Regions from separate parts of the Anas platyrhynchos genome. Here region 1 is linked to region 2. A link is a contact called in public Hi-C data. All regions are on one chromosome and are shown on one strand. The core of a region is the stretch at or near the end of the contact, and the rest is flanking DNA. Distances in the headings are between cores, read along the strand shown.

Region 1 (2,700 bases), core at 110-2,609, 59 kb before region 2:
GAAAGTCTGACTTCAGTGGTGGTTGTATGATTCAGTGCAACCTTGGCAGAGTAATGAGGAGTTATATTTACACTGATGAAAATGCTGCATGGTCAGTGGTTAACACGTTAAAAGTCATCATTCTCCCAAGTTACCTCACCATGTTATTTCTGAATAGTAGTAACCAAATAAAATTCCCTTCCCCCACTTTCTTTGGCCGTTTAAAACACAAAGCTCAAACTCGGAGGCACTTAGGCAGTGTGTTAGTTTAAGTGTGTTTGTAACTATGTAAAGATTATCTTATTGGTAATCTAAGCAATTAAAGTTTAAATTGCTGCTTGAGCTATGGCTCATGAAGGAGGGCAAGAAACACCACATACCTCATATAGCATATATAGACCTAAGCCCAGGAATATCCCGCGCTCTACCCCTTTCCCTCATAAACTGCCCGTTACAGGAGTCTGCTACAGAGAAGGCACAGTCTGCTTCTGGCTCCAGTGAGCAACAACCTATTTCCATCACCCTCGGTAAAGGCAGGAAGCAAGGCGTGAATTGTGCGGCTGTGTGTGTGTGTGCGGCTGAGTCCCAGTGCACCTGGGGACAGTTGCCGAAGTCGTGCCACTGGCCCAGAGCTCCTGGCAGGATTTGCACCCTGGCTACATGTGTGCTCTGCTCTGCACGGTCTAGTTTCCCAAACCGGGTGTGAGCTCTGATGGGATTTTATTCAGTGGCCTCCTGCCCTTTTTGCACATTTTCTTGCTGTGTCTAGGCAGGCCAGCGGTCGTGAAAGGCATAAATAAGCAGGATGTCTTCCCGCAGGAAAAGGCAGTGGGCTGGGGTGGAGAGGAGCCGGGCCGAGGGAGATGTGAAGCAGGAAGAAGGGTTGGTTCCCAGGCTTCTGGCATTCGGACCAAGGGAGTCCACCCTGCCATCTGCCTAGCTTCTGCATTGTGCTAAAGGCTGCTGTCATATAGGAGCGCCTTTGACAAGGTTTCCAGCTGTGGAAGGACGAGTAAAGACTGTGGGAATAGGATATGAACCCCGTGGTCTTGCCAGCAGTAAAATGCTTTCTAAATTTCTCCTGGTTTTGGAACATAAGAAAGTCCTTAGTTGGCTCTCACGTAGGAGTTGGGTCTGAGAGGCACAGTGCTGGGCAGTTAATATTTAGAAGGCCAGAGCAGCAACATTGACCTCATCTGGGGAAAGACAAGGTACTTCCAGGGGGAGTTCCCAGTAGCAAGGTCAGCATTGTTTTTTCGCTTCTTGTTTATTTGGTGCAAGATTTTCTTGTTTAATGACCGTTTGTATAGTGCTGTATTGTGTAAATAAAGCTATGACCTTTACCTTCTGATAACAGTATAGGAGTGAGTTAATGTTAAATGAGAGAAGGCAGGGAGTGGGAATCTGCCCGGGTTAATGCCAAGTTTACATTCCTGTGAGGGCAGCCATGTTCCGGTACGCTCAGTAGAAAGGGCGACAGCACTTCTGAGCAGATAATAGCAGCAAAATGCTATAGATCATATTTATATTTACTTCTAGATGAATGTCAGTGATTTTAGATGATTGATGTCCATCCTTTATTTTTATAACAGGAAAAAATGTGTTATCTTTCTGCATTTGATAAGAAGATTTTAACTGAGAGAAGACTATACAAAATAAAAATCCAAAGGAGTTACAGTACATGTAAAATTGAATTTTACTGACATAAGGCAATCCCTGCAGCTTTCCTAAAACACCGAGGCATTGCTTTGTTTCTACAGAAGCGTGTACACCAGTTCCAAACAAAGTCATATTCTTCAAACAATTTTCTAACAGAAGAAAAATAATGTTTTTTTGTTTCTCATTGCATTAAAACTCTGAAGGTCCCTCCTAAATGTGATTCTGTCAAAAGACAAAAGTTTGGACTGGATTTTGCTGTGCCCTTCAATCAAGTCTGTCTTCATGCAATGGAAAATATTTCTATATCCCAGTTCTAGTGATGTTGAAACTATGTCACGTTAAGGGTGAGGCTTTGCCTTTTTGCATGCTATTGAATGCATCTGCCAAAGTCTCTCAGTAATACAGAGAAGGGCACAGCAAACATGGTTCTAAGGTGACAGGCATTTCACAAAGTTTTTGTCACGATCTTAAGATGCAACAGAAAAGTTGGAGAGTACTGCAGTGTGTTAGATGAAAACATGCAAGGAATTCTATTTGGTGTTTTAAAACTGATATTAGAAATACTAAACCTTTAAAAATTGGATGATACACTTGAATATAGACATTTACATACAACTTTTTGTATGTAAATACCAGAACCTTGCTACTTTTGCTTCAAGATTTACATTTATTCTCTTTGCCCACTTTATCCCCTGCTTTAAGCTCCCTCCTTTTTGTAAAAAGGCTTATCAGTTAGACACTGCTCCAGCAAACATTTCTGCCTGCAGATCACTGTCCTCATAGGCTGATTTCCATTTGGTGACATTATTCACACTTACATAGTGCACAGCTTCCTGGATGGCTTGGGACCCTTCACCTGAATTTTCATGTTGCAAATGTGCTTATTTTAAAATAAACTCTTTATTATTAAAAAACATACGTTATTTTGATTACCTCTGCAAAAGTATATGGAAAATAAATAAAAATTTAGCCAATCTGAAAGGTAAAGTAACTGATTTATCATTTGAAACTTTTGAAAACTTTAAAAATGCCCATTTAGCTGACCACTTGTACTCTTACATA
Region 2 (2,953 bases), core at 198-2,697:
TCATGTGTGTGTTCCTTTGGGTTTGGACCATTTCTGGTTATTTTCCCACTGATATTATTAATTTACTTTTCTTTCAACATAATTTTGTTTCTTCTTTCTATTATTTTTTTTTTTCCTCCAGTTCATGACAACAGCTGGAGATTGAGCTGTTGGGTGAGATTCCCTCCTACATTGGACAGTTTTACCCATTGACCTAGTGCCTGCTGTGACTTTGGTTAAGATAATACAATTCATTCAGTGTTATTCACAGCAGGAGCAGCAAAGAAATTGTTTCATTACAGGAGCACAGAACAATGATAATACTACCAACTGTATATAAACACAGAGCACTAGTTACCCACCAGCCAATACTTAATGGAGGTAGAAGACTGGGTGGATTTCCTCAGCTACTGCCATCTGCCAAAACGCATCCTGAAAGAACAGACGTCCAATGTTGTGCTTTGAAAGTTCCAAAACTTGTGATCCAACTGCTGAATTCATATCCCCCAGACTGTAAATCACAGCTCTCCCAGGCTGCAAAATGATACCAGCTGACTGCAGCCTGAGTGAGTGAAAAGGGTTGCATCAGACTCCAGAAACAGTGAAGTAATTCATCTCTTTGATTTGGCAAAATGTTTTAAAAGGTACAAACACTGACTGAAAGAAAATGCTGGCATTCTGCCTTGCTTTACTACCTCACTCTCTTTTTCTTTCCCACAACCCCTCTCTCCCCTCACTGCAAAAAGTAAGCATTTTAAAGGAAACAGATTTACCAAAATTACAATCCTGCATGTGAGCCAGCCAGTTTTCACAGCATTGCAGTCATTAGCATGTGCTGCTGGAACGTACCACTTTGGATATCAAAGAGAGATTTGATCGGGAAGCTAAGGGTGTTCTGGGCAGCCACATTTGTCCCCCGGTTTGCTTTGAAAGCTAGTTTCCATGTGCAATAAAAGTAGCCATACACTTTTGTGCGACTGCTATCCAACACCCACAATGAGTGATTATAAGTGAAAGGAACTACTGATTCACTTAGTCATCTTCTATCACAGATGCCCAATGACCAAACACTAATTGACTCTTTGAAATTGTTTTCAAAGTAGATCTATGTGTGCAGGGGGAAAAAATTACCCTAAATGCTTGTGGTTTTGTCGGTAGCTGTTGTGACTACTGATCAGTCCTCTGCTATTCTTCAGCAATGAGAAATGTGTTTGAGTTTCACAGTGGAAAAAGACAGATGAATTGGCCTTGCAAACTTATCCCTAAATTAAGAAATCCATATTGATCTCGCAGTTACCAATAAAAAACCACGATGTGGGGAATTTGTTCTGTGATAGCACTGTGTATCACACAGAGAGCAATAAAGAGCACACCAGATTGTGTCTCCTGCTAGGGGTTTAACAGGAGTAAACCAACCCAGGTGATTCTCAAACTTAGGACTTTGAGACCAGGAAGTCCCAAATACAATTGCTCTGATTCCTAATGCATTTGCACTGTAAATTTGCCCCAGGGAAACTGCTGAGCTCATTAGAAGAGGGACCTTTCCATCTGCTTTTCCCCACAACTTCTGGAATAAGGTCAGTGCTCTGCTACCTCTCCTTTCCTCTTGAGACTGCTCAATGAGGAAAACTAATCTCTTACTCCTGGCTTGGGAGAGGGTGAGAAGACCCCTGGCACTGGGTCTTCTATTGTTTTTAGGTGACCAGTGGCCCTTTTCCTGATGGCGTTGGGTTGTGCAGGTCACTCCCTCCGCCAGTTTGCGCTGCTGGTGAGAGCCCAGCAGCTGCTTCTTCTGACCTCCGCGTGGCTGGAGCCTCCTGTTGTTTCGCCCTACCCTGCCTTGCCCCCCCTGGAGCGTACGAGCCATTCTCTCCTGCCACAGGGCAGAGGGAGCCTGGGGCAGGGTGAGAACCAGTGCACACTTGCTTCACAGGTGCAGGTCACCCGCATTGTATTTGGAGTATTGATGATATTCCTGTGCTGGGAACAGTAGAGGTGCAGTGCGTTTACTAGAGACCTGAGAGTTATGTTTTTTGAACAAGTGAGGCCCTTAACAGTATTATTTGGAGTGCAGCACTAGGAGGTATCTAGCTAGGATTTAATCATGTGTCTTCTCCACAGTGTGCTGCTAGTTATGCTATACCCCTTTCCCCCCAGCCTTTATTTTCCTCTTCCTGTGTTTTCTTTCAGCCAATAGAAACTTGAAAGCTATAAAAAGAAAGGATTTTTTTTTTACAAGGATCTAGAAGTGCACAGTTTTTCCTCTTATTGTAAGTTTTAATATTGCTGATATCCATCAAATTTACTTGTTGCTTGACATGTCAGTGTGAATATATACAACTCTCTTTCCTGAGGATAGCTGAAGTGACAGATGATTTCATTGTTGGGTGTACAATAGGCATAAGTACAATGGAAAAGAAGGGCTGACATCTGCTATGGTGATATGTTTTCAAAAACATGTATTGTCATCCCTTTCTTTTGTGTGTTATGCAATGATAATTAGGAGTGGCAAAGTGAGCATCAGTTTGACTGCTTTGCAGTGATTCAGAGTTTCTACTCAACAATCTGTATAAGTGCCTTCCAGGGTCTGACAGTGTAGCAAGCATATTCAGATGCCACATCTTTCTCTTTCTGAAGCGGTGTGCTAAATGTGCAAAGATGGTAAAGGATCTGCACTTTATATGAACTGTAATCTAGTTCCTTCCAAAGGCCAGCTCCAGGCACCTCCATTCTGTCCATGCAATGCCCACATATTGATCCACCCTGGAAAAGCCTCAGGTTAATTTTCTATGTCATGTGTTTTTTTTTTTTTCTCTCCTGGCTTTCTCTGTACGCTGAGCATGAAGTTTCCATGATGTTTCACACCCACAGAATGCCATGCCAGTGAAGACTGTAATACTGTAATGGCCGTTCAATGACTAACCTGTTTCTGAAGAATAATCTTTACATCTCTGCTGAATTTGACTCATACTGC

The links. A called contact is a pair of places that touch in the nucleus more often than the background predicts.
Region 1: a contact with region 2 is called in a Hi-C map of liver, with 4 times the contacts expected there. The contact joins the enhancer-like site here to the promoter of EPAS1 in region 2. A contact is called at or near these places in 2 of 8 Hi-C or Micro-C datasets (liver and skeletal muscle).

The regions. Positions count from the first base shown.
Region 1 is chr3:39,470,285-39,472,984 of IASCAAS_PekinDuck_T2T, reverse strand. All of the region lies in intron 11 of PRKCE (protein kinase C epsilon), which reads left to right. Among named protein-coding and RNA genes, the nearest start is that of EPAS1, 59 kb to the right of the region's middle. Within about 2 kb of position 1,359, at least 1 of the 8 cell types and tissues checked has an H3K27ac peak or open chromatin away from gene starts, as enhancers often do.
Region 2 is chr3:39,410,857-39,413,809 of IASCAAS_PekinDuck_T2T, reverse strand. EPAS1 (endothelial PAS domain protein 1) reads left to right here and starts at 1,447. Exons shown (of 17, transcript XM_038177629.2): 1 at 1,447-1,556. The coding sequence starts at 1,462.